Linked DNA regions of Callithrix jacchus: region 2 is linked to region 1. Evidence: chromatin contacts called from public Hi-C data. All regions are on one chromosome and are shown on one strand. Each heading gives the region's core, a stretch centred on a gene start, on an enhancer-like site or on the middle of the called end of the contact. The rest is flanking DNA. Distances are from core to core; before and after follow the strand shown.

What was found. A called contact is a pair of places that touch in the nucleus more often than the background predicts.
Region 2: a contact with region 1 is called in a Hi-C map of skeletal muscle, with 6 times the contacts expected there. The contact joins two enhancer-like sites. A contact is called at or near these places in 2 of 3 Hi-C or Micro-C datasets (both in skeletal muscle).

Annotation. Positions count from the first base shown.
Region 1 is chr10:25,966,073-25,972,301 of calJac240_pri, forward strand. DCPS (decapping enzyme, scavenger) reads left to right here. Exons shown (of 5, transcript XM_035265032.3): 2 at 2,030-2,204. Among named protein-coding and RNA genes, the nearest start is that of DCPS, 3.7 kb to the left of the region's middle. Within about 2 kb of position 3,964, at least 5 of the 16 cell types and tissues checked have an H3K27ac peak or open chromatin away from gene starts, as enhancers often do. A contact at or near this core is called in skeletal muscle, where this site is marked.
Region 2 is chr10:26,130,990-26,137,218 of calJac240_pri, forward strand. It overlaps KIRREL3 (kirre like nephrin family adhesion molecule 3), which reads right to left. Exons shown (of 17, transcript XM_078339779.1): 5 at 5,373-5,530. Among named protein-coding and RNA genes, the nearest start is that of ST3GAL4, 110 kb to the left of the region's middle. Within about 2 kb of position 3,337, at least 7 of the 16 cell types and tissues checked have an H3K27ac peak or open chromatin away from gene starts, as enhancers often do. A contact at or near this core is called in skeletal muscle, where this site is marked.

The DNA of each region.
Region 1 (6,229 bases), core at 2,714-5,213:
TTACACGACTTCCGCCCTAATAGGAGACAATATATTATAATTGTTAATTCAGTTCTACACACGCATTTTCATGCATGCCAGACCCTCATCTAGGTACTGGGGATGTGGAGATGAAAGTTACCATCCCCGATCTTCAGGACTACGGAATATTTCTGGCGAGACAGATACACACAGCTTGCTCCAATACCAACATGCTCAGCCGTCTGGCAGGGGCTGAGGAGAGATGGAGACCATTCCAGGAACTAGTAAGGAGGCCCAACCAGGGCAGATATGGGGGTTCTCCAAAACTACTAGCAGGAACTCTCACCTTTGGGAGGATCAGGTAACCTTGGTTTAGGCTTCCATGCCTCTCTGTTTGTCTTTTTATTTTTGTTTTGTTTTTTTTTTGAGACAGAGTCTCTCCTCTTTGTCACCCAGGCTGGAGTGCAGTGGTGTGATCTCAGCTCACTGCAACCTCTGCCTCCTGGGTTCTAGCGATTCTCCCTGGCTCAGCCTCCCGAGTGGCTGGGATTACAGGCACCTGCCACCATGCCTGGCTAATTTTTTATTTTTAGTAGAGACAGAGTTTCGCCATGTCGTCTAATCTGGTCTCGAACTGCTGACTTCAGGTGATTTCCCCCGACTTGGCTTTCCTAAGTGCTTGGATTATAGGTGTGAGACACTGTGCTGGGGCTTTTTTTTTTTTTTTTTTTAATTAATGAGAGGTTTTTATGTTGCCCAGGCTGGCCTTGAACATGTGGCCTCCCCTCCTCAAGCATCAGGACAACAGGCCTGAGCCACTGAGGCTCCCTTCTTTTTTTCTTTTTTTGAGACAGAGTTTCGCTCTTGTTACCCAGGCTAGAGTGCAATGGCACGATCTCGGCTCACCGAAACCTCCGCCTCCTGGGTTCAAGCAATTCTCCTGCCTCAGCCTCCTGAGTAGCTGGGATTACAGGCACGCGCCACCATGCCCAGCTAATTTTTTTTGTATTTTTAGTAGAGACGGGGTTTCACCATGTTGACCAGGATGGTCTCGCTCTGTTGACCTCATGATCCACCCACCTCGGCCTCCCAAAGTGCTGGGATTACAGGTGTGAGCCACCATGCCCGGCCTTTTTTTTTTTTAATATGAGGTTCTGTCTGGTTTTCTCAGCCCAGCTGTCTTCAGTGTGCAGCACCTGCTGAAGGTGTTAGCCATGAGAGCCTTCGAGCTAGGAGTCACTTGCAAGACCCAGGTTCTAGTTTCTGTTTCAATGCTGACTGTTGATGTGACCTTGGGCAAGTCACTCAAGATCTCAGTTTTTCATCTTTTCTTCCGAAATGGGGAGAACTTGACAGATCTTGTAAGCCTAAAATGGAAGACAACTGAGAAGACTTGCATTTTGGGGAAGAAAAGTGTGAGAGCCACCACAAGGATTTGGGTTGAGATGCCTTCTCTGGTTGGGCACAGTGGCTCATGCCTGTAATCCCAGCACTTTAGGAGGCGGAGGCGTGCAGATCATTTGAGGTTGGGAGTTCAAGACCAGCCTGGCCAACATGGTGAAACCCCATCTCTACTAAAAATACAAAAATTAGCTGGGTCTGGTGGCTCACACCTGTAATCCCAGCACTTTGGGAGGCTGAAGTGAGTGGATCACCTGAGGTCGGGAGTTCGAGACCAACCTGACCAACATGGAGAAACCCCGTCTCTACTAAAAATGCAAAATTAGTTGGGCCTGGTGGTGCATTCCTGTAATCCCAGCTTCTTGGGAGGCCGTGGCAGTACAATTGCTTGAATCCAGGGGGTGGAGGTTGCAGTGAGCTGAGATTGCACCATTGCGCTTCAGCCTGGGTGACAGAGCAAGGCTCCATCTCAAAAAAAAAAAAAAGAGCTGCCTTCTATGAGAAAAGAAATGTGAGTGCCATTGGCTAGACTTCCCCAGAGGGAAGACTTCAGAGAAGGAAATCCCAAGTACTAGGATTTCAAAGGCCGTGAGAGCTTCTGTCTCTGCTCTCCAGAGTCTCATGGTGGCTCTGCCCTTGAGCCCACTGATGATGCCTCTGCCCACAGGTGAATGAAGCCTCTGGGGATGGGGCTGGAGAGGATGCCGTTGTGATCCTGGAGAAGACGCCATTTCAGGTGGAACAGGTGGCTCAGCTCCTGACAGGCAGCCCTGAGCTCCAGCTGCAGTTCTCCAACGATATCTACAGCACCTATCACTTGTTCCCTCCAAGACAACTGAGTGGTGAGCAAGAGGTGGCCAGGGTGTCTCTATGGAGGGAGAATGGGATGGCGGGAAATTAGGTGGTATGGTGACCAGACTCTCTACCCCGATTTGCATATTCTAGTACAATAGGGAGATTTCCTTGCTAGGGGACATTTTTGGTTGTCAGAATGTGGGGTGGTGGTGGGGTGTTCCTTCTGGCATCTAGTGGGTAGAGACCAAGAATGCTGCTAAACACCTTCCCATGCACAGGACAGGCTCGCACAGCAAAGTAATATCGGTAGTGCTGAAACTGAGAAACCTGGCCAGGCAGGTAATCCCACGCCTGTAATCCCAGAACTTTGGGAGGCCAAGGCGAGCAGATCACCTGAAGTCAGGAGTTTGAGACTGGCCTCTTGGCAAACATGGTGAAACCTCATCTCTACTAAAAATACAAAAATTAGCCAGGCACGGTGGCATGCGCCCGTAGTCCTAACTACTTGGGAGGCTGAGGCAGGAGAATCGCTTGAACCCAGGAGGTGGAGGTTGCAGTGAGCTGAGATTGCGCCACTGCACTCCAGCCTGGGTGACGAGTGAAACCCTGTCTTGAAAAAAACAAAAAGAGAAACGTTCTAATGTAGTATGTTTCAGGGAGAGTGTGATTCATGGGATAGAATAATAGATTAATTTACTACTTGAATGATAAAAATTGTCAACACTTAGGAAATCCTTACTATTAAGCTAGTCAGCCTTCCAAGTAATCTACATGTATTAACATGGTTAATCCTCAAACAACCCTCTAGTGAGAGGGCTTTACAGGTGAGGAAACTGGTTTTGAAAGGTTAAGTAACTTGTCCCAAATCATGAAGCCAGTAGGTGGCAGGAAAGCTACGGTTTTTCAGTAGACTGGGGTCTCGCTCACCGTACTCATTCTGTGGGCTGGCCAGCATGTTGGGTGCTGCAAAAATCAGTCACTTCCCTAAAGGAACCTACTTTGAGGTGGGAGAGACAACTAGTGTGATGAAGGAGGATGGGAGAGAAGGGCAGGAACTCGTGGGTTAGAAGGCAGAGATTTGTTTTTCATTGCCAGCATTTCTTAATTTAAAAGAATATTTTATGCCAAAAGCCAGGCATGACATGTGCATTTTTTTCTCAAGATTGTTAGATTTTATAGGCAGCTTTGCTAGAAGCATGAAGGAGACTGGTTGACCTTAAAGATTCCTTCCAACCAGCAAATTCTGGAATCTGTTTTACAGCACATGGTGACTTTGTCACATCCTTCTGTCTTCTTGTTTGCCCTCCAGCGTTTAAGAGCAGTCTGGCTTTGCAGATATCCTGGCCCACAGTCTTTTGATAGGTATTCTTTCTGCCCTCCATGAAAGGGTGTATTGTTGTCCTTTGGAAATATATGTGAACACTTGATGGTGAAACAAGCAAACCTTTCATGACTTAATGCAAAACAGCCTTGTCTTCCATTGAGTGAAAGCCAGATTAATTGCTGCAAGTTGATGGAAATGGACAGCTGTATTTACTTTCTCAGGCATTGACATTTAAGCAAATGTATTCCTCAGCACAGGGTGACAGAACCATGACAGAAGGCACTGTGGCCAAACACAACTTGGCCCCCGCATTACAGGCTCTGGGGCTATTGTTTTACTGCCACACCCTTTCCCTCTCCTTCCGAAATCCCTCTACCCACCCTCCCAACTCTTGGCCAAAATTCAGAAGGTACTGCCTGCAGATCAACCCTGTGAAATTCACAGGCTGTCTTTTTTATTTTCCCTGTACTTCTGTGGCACTGCACACAAGTGGAGGTGCTCTCTGCCAGCTCTTCCTGTTTCTGTTGTTTTGTTCCAAGATAGGCTCTGAAAGAGGCAGTGGGGGTTATTGGCTCACCACAAGTCCTCGTTCCCACTCTGAACCCCAGCTGTTTTCACAACCCTTTCCCCAGGGCCACCCCCACCCACCTGGGAGCTTCAGATGTTCATCTTTTTCTGACTTACTCTTTTTATTGAGACAGAGTTTCACTCTTGTTGCCTAGGCTGAAGTGCAATGGCATGTTCTCGACTCACCACAACCTCCGCCTCATGGGTTCAAGTGATTCTCCTGCCTCAGCCTCCCAAGTAGCTGGGATTACAGGTGCTTGCCACCATGCCTAGCTATTTTTTTTTTTAAGACAGAGTTTCGCTCTTGTTGCCCAGGCTGGAGTGCAATGGTGCGTTCTCAGCTCACCACAACCTGTCTCTCAGGTTCAAGTGATTCTCCTGCCTCAGCTCCCTGAGTAGCTGGGGCTGTAGGCACCCACCACCATGCCTGGCTAATTTTTTATTTTTGGTAGAGATGGGGTTTCTCCATGTTGATCAGGCTGGTCTTGAACTCCTGACCTCAGGTGATCTGCCCACCTAGGCCTTCCAAAGTGCTGGGATTACAGGTGTGAGCCATCACACTTGGCCATGCCCAGCTCATTTTTGTATTTTTAGTAGAGACAGGGTTTCACCATGTTGGCAAGGCTGGTCTCAAACTCCTGACCTCAGGTGATCCACCCGCCCCTGTCTCCCAAAGAGCTGGGATTATAGGCGTGAGCCACTGTGTCTGGCCTTCCTGCCCTCTTGGCATATAATTCATCCCTCAGTATCCACTGGGGATTGGTTCTAGGAGCCTCCTCAGATACTAAAATCTATGGATGCCCAAGTCCCCGATATAAAATGTGCAGTGTTTGCATGTACCCTAAGCACATCCATATACTTTAAATCATCTCTAGGCTATTTTTACTACCTGCTACAATGTAATGCTATGTAAACAGTCGTCATACCATGTTTTTTAGGTCATAATGACAAGAAAAGTCTGTTTCTGTTCAGTATAGACACAATGTCCTTCTTTTTAAAAATAGTTTTGATCTGCAGTTGGTTGAATCCACAGTTATGGAACCCACAATATGGAAGGCCAACTGTACATGTGGTGCCTTGCACTCTTGCTTTTCCTACCAAAACTAGGGATGGGGATTTGGAAGTTACAGCGGTTTGCTTCGGGGCCCAGTCGCTCCCTTGTTTAGCTACACACTGTGTCCCTGGGTGATATCCAAGGTCAGGGCTGGCAAACTTTTTCTGTCAAAAACCAAAGAGTAAATATTTCAGGCCTTGTGAAGCATAAATGGTCTCTGTCTCCTTTTCTTCTTTTCTTGCCATCTTCCCCTACCCTCCTTTTCTGTCTTTTCTGCCTTCTCCTTTTCCTTCTTTTTGTCAACCCCTGTGAAAATGAAAATATCACTCTTAGTTTGCTGGTTGTACAAACCAGAGGCCCTGTACCAGACTTGACCAGCTAGCCATAGTTTGTTTACCTCTGTTCCAGATTTTTACCACTCACAATGTGGTTTGTGAACCAGCAGTATTGGCCCCACCCAGGAGTCTAGTAGAAACAGAATCTCTACCCCATTTCAGGCTACAGAATCATTGGAGTCTGCATTTTAGCATAGTTCCCTAGTGAGCCATATGCACGTAAAACTTTGAGAGGTACTGGCCTTTAAAAAAACGCCATCTGTGTTTGTGCTGGTGACACCCACCTTTATTTCTCCATCCCTGACCTCTCCGAGAACTCCAGGCTCATGTTGAAATAAACCCTGCCTTGACATCTCCATTTGGAGGTCTCATAGGTGCATTTCAAGAATCCAATGTGCTAATGTACTTAAAAGCACTTAGCACATATTAACTAGCGGCTGCTATTATTAGTCTCTTGTGCCAGGCCCTGTGCTGTGTACCGTAGCTTTAGAGATGAGTAAGATACCATCCTTGTCCTCACAGTCCTGTTTGGAGTTGGGGGTGGTGACACGAGTTATGAAAAGAGGGAGGTGAAAAGAGGAGTGTTTGGTCACTGCCTGGTTATAAGGGGCTGAGGTCCTTGAAGGTTGGACCCATGTCACTCACATTAGGCACTTTCAATAAATGAAGAATGAATCCACAAACTGACCTATGTGTACCTTTTTTTCCAGTGGATTGGGCATTCTACGGTCACAAGGTGGCAGCATTGGCAAAATAGTCCTGTGGCCCTCTTCAGCTGTCCCCTTTGTGGGA
Region 2 (6,229 bases), core at 2,087-4,586, 160 kb after region 1:
TCATTTCTTTTGCTTCATTCCTTTTAAAAAATGAATCTCTCTTAGTTGTCACTTTTCTCATATGCAAATGCAGCCTCTTGACTTTCTGCTTCCCTTTTGATAGCTGCTTGGGCCTGTGGCCACCAGGATTGAATAAGGGTGACCAGGACAGGTGGAGGATGCCCAGTGCTGTTTGCCCCAGACCCTGCATCCAGCCTTGAGGCCAGAGGCCAGAGGGGCGCCCTTCACAGAGAAGGCCAGGGTGAGCCTCAGCTACACCCAGTAGAGACTCTAGGCCCCTAAGCTGGGCAGATAGGTGCAGGGTGTGGGGTAAGTGATCAGGGAGGGGGTTCCCAGTGGAGGGTGAGGGCCCTGTGCACGTGGGTGCTTATCTCTTTCCTGAGTGGGGTCTCCAGAGCTCTGGTTAGCAAGGGCGGTGAGAGTGAGGCCAGTGGTCCTGGTGGTAGGACTAGAGGGCAAGGGGCTCCAAGTAGACATGGGGCCACTGTGTGTGCTAAGACCACGCAGCCCTCCTGCCTGGCTGGAAGCTGCTCTGCGAAAGGGTTCTCTCTGGCCTCAGTCTGTCCTCTTGCCCCTCCTCTTCCATAACCCATCCTTCCTCCCCTGCTGTGTGGACTTGTGAGCTTTCCAGAAGAAAGAATGTGGTCTCCACTCTGGTGCCAGGCCATCAGAAGTACGAGGAGTAGAGGAGGAGCCCCTGTCCCCAGATGGCCCAGGACTGAGTCTCCAGGAAGAGACTTGGAAAGACCTTTCCCTGCTCCATGCCTCTGCAGCTGACACCCCCTGGGAGCCTACAGTGGGCACTGCCCTAGGCCCCATCCAGCAGTGTCGCTTGCCCCACACGCTGGGGGCTGTGACAGCGGCGTGCTAAGGTGAAGCATGGCCAGCCTGTGCTGAGGGAGGGGCTGAGTGCTTCCTCTCCTGCTCTTCCTCCTGGGGAAGGAGGCTGGTGCCCTCCAGGGATAAGGATTATCCCTCCCCTACTGGCCCCATGGTGGAGTCGAAGAGAGAATGGTCGACAAGCAAACCAGAAACTTCTAGAGCAGGCCTGGTATTTTATGAAATAGCTACATGACCCCTGGGGCGGTGAACTGGGGTTCCTGCTGTGGGACAGGAGCCAATAATAATAGCTCACATTTATCCAGCCTTTATTCCCACCCTTGACAGGTGCTTCCAATGCATAATTCCTTGTAAGTCACTCTGCAACCCTGGCAGACTTTCGTGATCATTATCATTGCATTTTGCAGCTGGGGAAACAGAGGCAGAGAGGTGACATCACCATGCTACATTACGGATCCCAGATTTGAACCAGGTCTTCAGGACCATGTGGCCTGCCCAGCTGTGCCTCTGATGTCTGCACATGGGAAACGGAGATGGCGGGGTGGACCCTGTAGCCGAGTGGATCCAGGGAGGTGGTGACAATCCCAACAGCCATGCCTGTTGCAAGCTTGCTCTGTGCCAGGCGTGTTTCTCATTCAAACCTCACAACCACACCTTGAATCGGGTGCTGCTGCTGTTTCCATTGTATGGGAAGGACAGGGAGGCACAGCAAGGTTGGGTTACACAGCTGGAAGGTGGCAGAGCCCGGACCCAAATTCAGGCTGCCAGCTCCTGAGCCCATGGGTGTAACCAGCCACCATGTGACAGCCACTGACGGCAGCCAGGGCTGTCCTGGGGGATCTTTTCTGGGGTCCTTGGAGACTGCTTGATTTTGTGTCTGCTCCCAGCTTCTCTCTCTCTCTGCTGCCAGTGCCCTGGCCCCTCCTCATATGTAGCCTGTCTGGGGAAGTCAGGAGTGCTGCTGGCCTATGGCAGGACTTCCTGCAGCCCTGGGAGAGGAGGGGGCGGGCTAGGCCCCTGGGAGGGGAAACAGAGGGGTTGGCTCCAGCAGCCCCTAGAACCTGCTCCATAGGAACCCCAGATTGTGCACGCTGCTGGGGGCGCCCCATGCCATAGGATCATGGCTTCTCCATGCCCAGCACAGAGCCCTGTACCTGGAGAAGTTCCACTGACATGTGCTGGCTCCGCTGGTCACCCCTTTAGTCTCTCTGAGGACCACCGGCCGTAAGGTGGACAATTAGGATGACCATGGTTTAGAGGAGGGGCATGGGAAGGGAAGCCTTGTCTCGGAACACAGGGCCTCTTCCCATGCTCATGTCCAGGGACACATTGAGGGTCTCAGTCCTCTGCTGCTCCGTGGACAAGCCACGGAGGGGCAGGAGATCATCTCAGGTGACTGTCCCCTGAGAAATCTGTTTCCCTTCCAGAGCGTCTGACCCAACACCTTCATTGTGTGAATGAGGAAACAGAGGCCCAGGGAGTGAGTTGCCTGAGGTTATGCAGTGGAACCTGGAACCCAGGCCTGGGGCTACCTGGTGCTGCTGTTCCCGTCACAGGCCCAGGAGCATGGACAGGGCCCCCCAGCCTGCTATGCAGTAGCACAGTGCCAGGCTCTCTGAGGGGCCTTCACAATGTAGACAAGGACAACAGGCTGAGCTCAAGGTGATCTGGGACAGGTCGGACAGGGTGGCCCTGACCTCTCTCTCCAGCTGATGGGATGTGTCCTCTGCAGCACACGACCCTGCTGTCAGAGGCCTGGCACTGCCCACTCCACCACTGAGAAGGGCAGTCACTTCCCTATCAGGCCACCGGGTGCTGGGTGCTTTCATCAGCAGCCCTGGAGTGACTTCTTGGCAGGGTGGTCAATTTGGGACAGAAAGGACACAATTAATATGGGAGCCAGTTCAGGGTGCTTCCAGTCCCTGGTATTGTGTGTGAATTAGACACGAGCGCCCCTGTTGGTAGACACAGCCGGGTAAGGGCTGTTGGGTAAGGGATTCTGGGCTGGATTTTAGTCCTCCCTGGCCCCTGAGCCAGACACCTTGGAGATGGTGGAGCTGGTCTGGCCCAACTTCAGGGAGGGATGGGACAGGTGCTCAGACGGGAAGGAATGCCCTGTCCTTGGCTTTCATTCTCCTCTGGGCAACCCTCTCCCTATGTCATAGCTTTGTATTATATAACACAGCAGGGTGGCTCCAGCCCAGGACATAAGGGAGCGGTTTGTCTTCCAAGAGGCAGCCACCCCTCCTTCCCCTGGACTTGTGCCTGAGGGAAAGGGTTTGCCCTGGGTTCTGGCACTGGGTGCTGGGTGCTTTGATCAGCAGGCCTGGAGTGACTTCTTGGCAGGGTGGTCAGTCTGGGACAGGAAGGACACACCCTCAGAGCAGGGACGGGCCTGCCTCACATCCTCCTCGGATTGCCAAGGCCCTGCTTATCTGTCCAGGGCCACTTAGAGGACTGGTGGTGAGTGGGGAGCGGGCCATGTATGTCACCAGTCTCTGAGGCCAAGGAGAACCCTCACAACTGAGGAGAGTGGGCGTTCTGGAGGCTGTACCCCCAGCTGCAGAGCTTGGGGGGCCAGCTTGCCCTGGGAGGAGTATGGGCAAGAGCAGAGGCCGGGGCTTCAGGAGGCTGTGGTTCCAGGCCTGGCACTGCCCACTCTACTGCTAAGAAGGGCAGTCACTTCCCTATCAGGTCTCAATTTTCTAGCTGCAGACAAAAAGGGTTGGCCCAGCTGTCCTGTAAAGCCTGGTTCATCTTAAAGGCTCTGCGGTACGTTAGCCCCACCTGGGACTCTATGCAGTTTGTTGAGTGGAGTTTGGTGGGTGCTGTTTAAAAATGTACTCGGAATTTTGTTTTTATTCAGGCATAGGGAGGCCAACAGATCAGGAGACAACTGCCATTGAAAAGACAGTTTGCTACTCATAGTTCCCAGAGGAAGGGGCCTGCCACTTTAGGTAGTGCCCCACGTGGAGGCCCCAGGGGCAGTTGGGGCTGGGGTGGGAGGTGTGGGGAGCCTCTGCTGTGGATTGCTTTCATAGGAAGGAATGGGGAGACAGGGTTAGGATTGGATAGCTTGGATCATTTTCCTGGACCCTGGGCTGCAGGGGCCTGATGTGTGGCCTGGGGAGATTTAGGGTAGGGGCAGAGTGTCCTGGACTATAGCAGCCTGATAAAAAATGGCCGTGGGGCCTGGGCTCGGGATTGGTTGGTCTGCTTTGATACAAAGCATGCTCGCTATCTCCAGGAATTAGCTTACCCTGCTCCTTGCCTGGGTCTTCGAGGTCCCAGGATGTCAAAGCATCGTAAAGCCCAGAACATTTTAAAGACACAGTTAACAAGGGGGCCAGTCCAGGGTGCTTCCAGCCCTTGGGATTGTGTGTGAATTAGAGACACAGCCGGGCAAGGGCTATTGGGTAAGGGATTTGGGGCTGGATTTCAGCCCTCCCTGGCCCCTGAGCCAGGCACCTTGGAGATGGTGGAGCCTAAACAGTTTCACCCAAAAGCCCTGGAAAGTGGCCAGATTTAGCAAATAAAATGTGGATGCTCAGTTAAATTTGAATTTCACATATATAATGACTTTTTTTTTTGGTATAAGTATGGCCTGCAAATATGTCCCATGCAGTATTTGGAAGGTATTTCTACTAAAAAGTTATTATTTTCCTGAAACTCAAATTTAACTGGGTATCTATCTTAACGCATTTGGGCTGCTATAACCAGACACCATAAACTGGGAGGCTTAGAAATCACAGACATTTATTTCTCACTGTTCTGGAGGCTGGGAACCAAGATCCAGGCAGATTTGTTGTCTGTTGAGGGACAGACCCTGGTTCATAGATGCCCTCTTCTCACTGTGTCCTCATGATGTGGAAAGGCAAGGGTCTCCCTCAGGCCTCCTTTCCTAAGGGCACTGATCCCATTTATGAGGCGCCACCCTCATGACCTAGTCACCTCCTAACACTGTCACCTGGGGGTGAGGATTTCCACATAGGAATTTGGGAGCTGCAAACATCCAGACTGCGCTTTCACCCCTAGACCCTGGCAACTGCTGTCCCTGAGTCTCCTCAAAGAAAGATGCAGGGATACAAAGAGTGAGAGAAACAAAAAGGGACAGGGAGACATTCAGGAGAGGGACAGTTGCAGAGAGACAGGGGAGCTGGTTCCTCCCCATCCAGCCCTCACCATCCCCCTCTCAACCTAACCCCCAGGCCCTCCCCATGAGCCCTCACCATCTCCCTCTCTGCCTAACCCCCAGCCCCCTCCCTATTCAGCCTCCACCATCCCCCCTCTACCTAACCTCCTCCCTTCCTGGTCCCCTCCCACTTACCCCTGTGTTCTTAGCCCCCTCTCTACTTAACCTCTATCCTTCCTAGTCCCCTCCTCATTCAGTCCCCACTCCTTTTAGCTCCCTCCCTACTTAGCCTCCTCCCCATCAACTCCCTGTCCACCCCCTCCCCACCCACTTTCCTTCAAATCCATTCACAACCACCTGCTCCCCTCCAGCCCTCCCCTAGGACCTCACCAGGCCTCACCTTGGAGTAGGTGGCTCCATTGATGACCTCTCCCTTTCGCAACCAGATGATGGAGGCTGCAGGCTTGGCATTGTCTGCATGGCAGGTGAGGTTGAGGGGGTCCCCCGCACGCAGGCTGATCACAGGGCCCCCCAGAATGACAGGGTCATCAGGCGGTACTGCGGGGAGAGAAGCACCCAGATCAGGCCGAGGCCGCCCCGTCAGGCGGGATGGCAGGCCTGGCTGGGAGGATTTTGTGGAGAGATGATGACAAACAATAATGATCATATTTGAATAAAACTCATCATCCCCTTGTATGGTAAGGATGAGAGCAGCCCTGCGCAGTGATCCTGACAGGCCAGTGGGTGCTTGCTGCGGAGGATACTCCCACCCATCATTGCATCCCTGCTCATGGCCAGCTCAGGGGACAGGGCAGGCAGCCTCAGCCTGCCCTCCCAGACTGGGAAGCAGAGCTCTGTGGCCCAGGCCATGTTTGTGGCTTCTTTCTTTTTTAACTTCTTCTTATTATTTTTATTTTTATTTTTTCGAAACGAAGTCTCTCTCTGTCACCCAGGCTGAAGTGCAGTGGTACAATCTTGGCTCACTGCAACCCCCGCCCCCTGGGTTCAAGCGATTCTCCTGCCTCAGCCTCCTGAGTACCTGGGACTACAGGTACACGCCTAGCTAATTTTTTTTGTATTTTTAGTAGAGATGGGGTTTCACCATGTTGGCCAGGCTGGTCTTCAACTCTTGACCTCCGGTGATCTGCCCAGCTTCCCAAAGTGCTGGGACCACAGGCCTGAGCCACCATGCCTGGCCAATACTTGGCTAATTTTTGTATTTTTAGTAGAGATGGGATTTCACCATGTTGGCCAGGT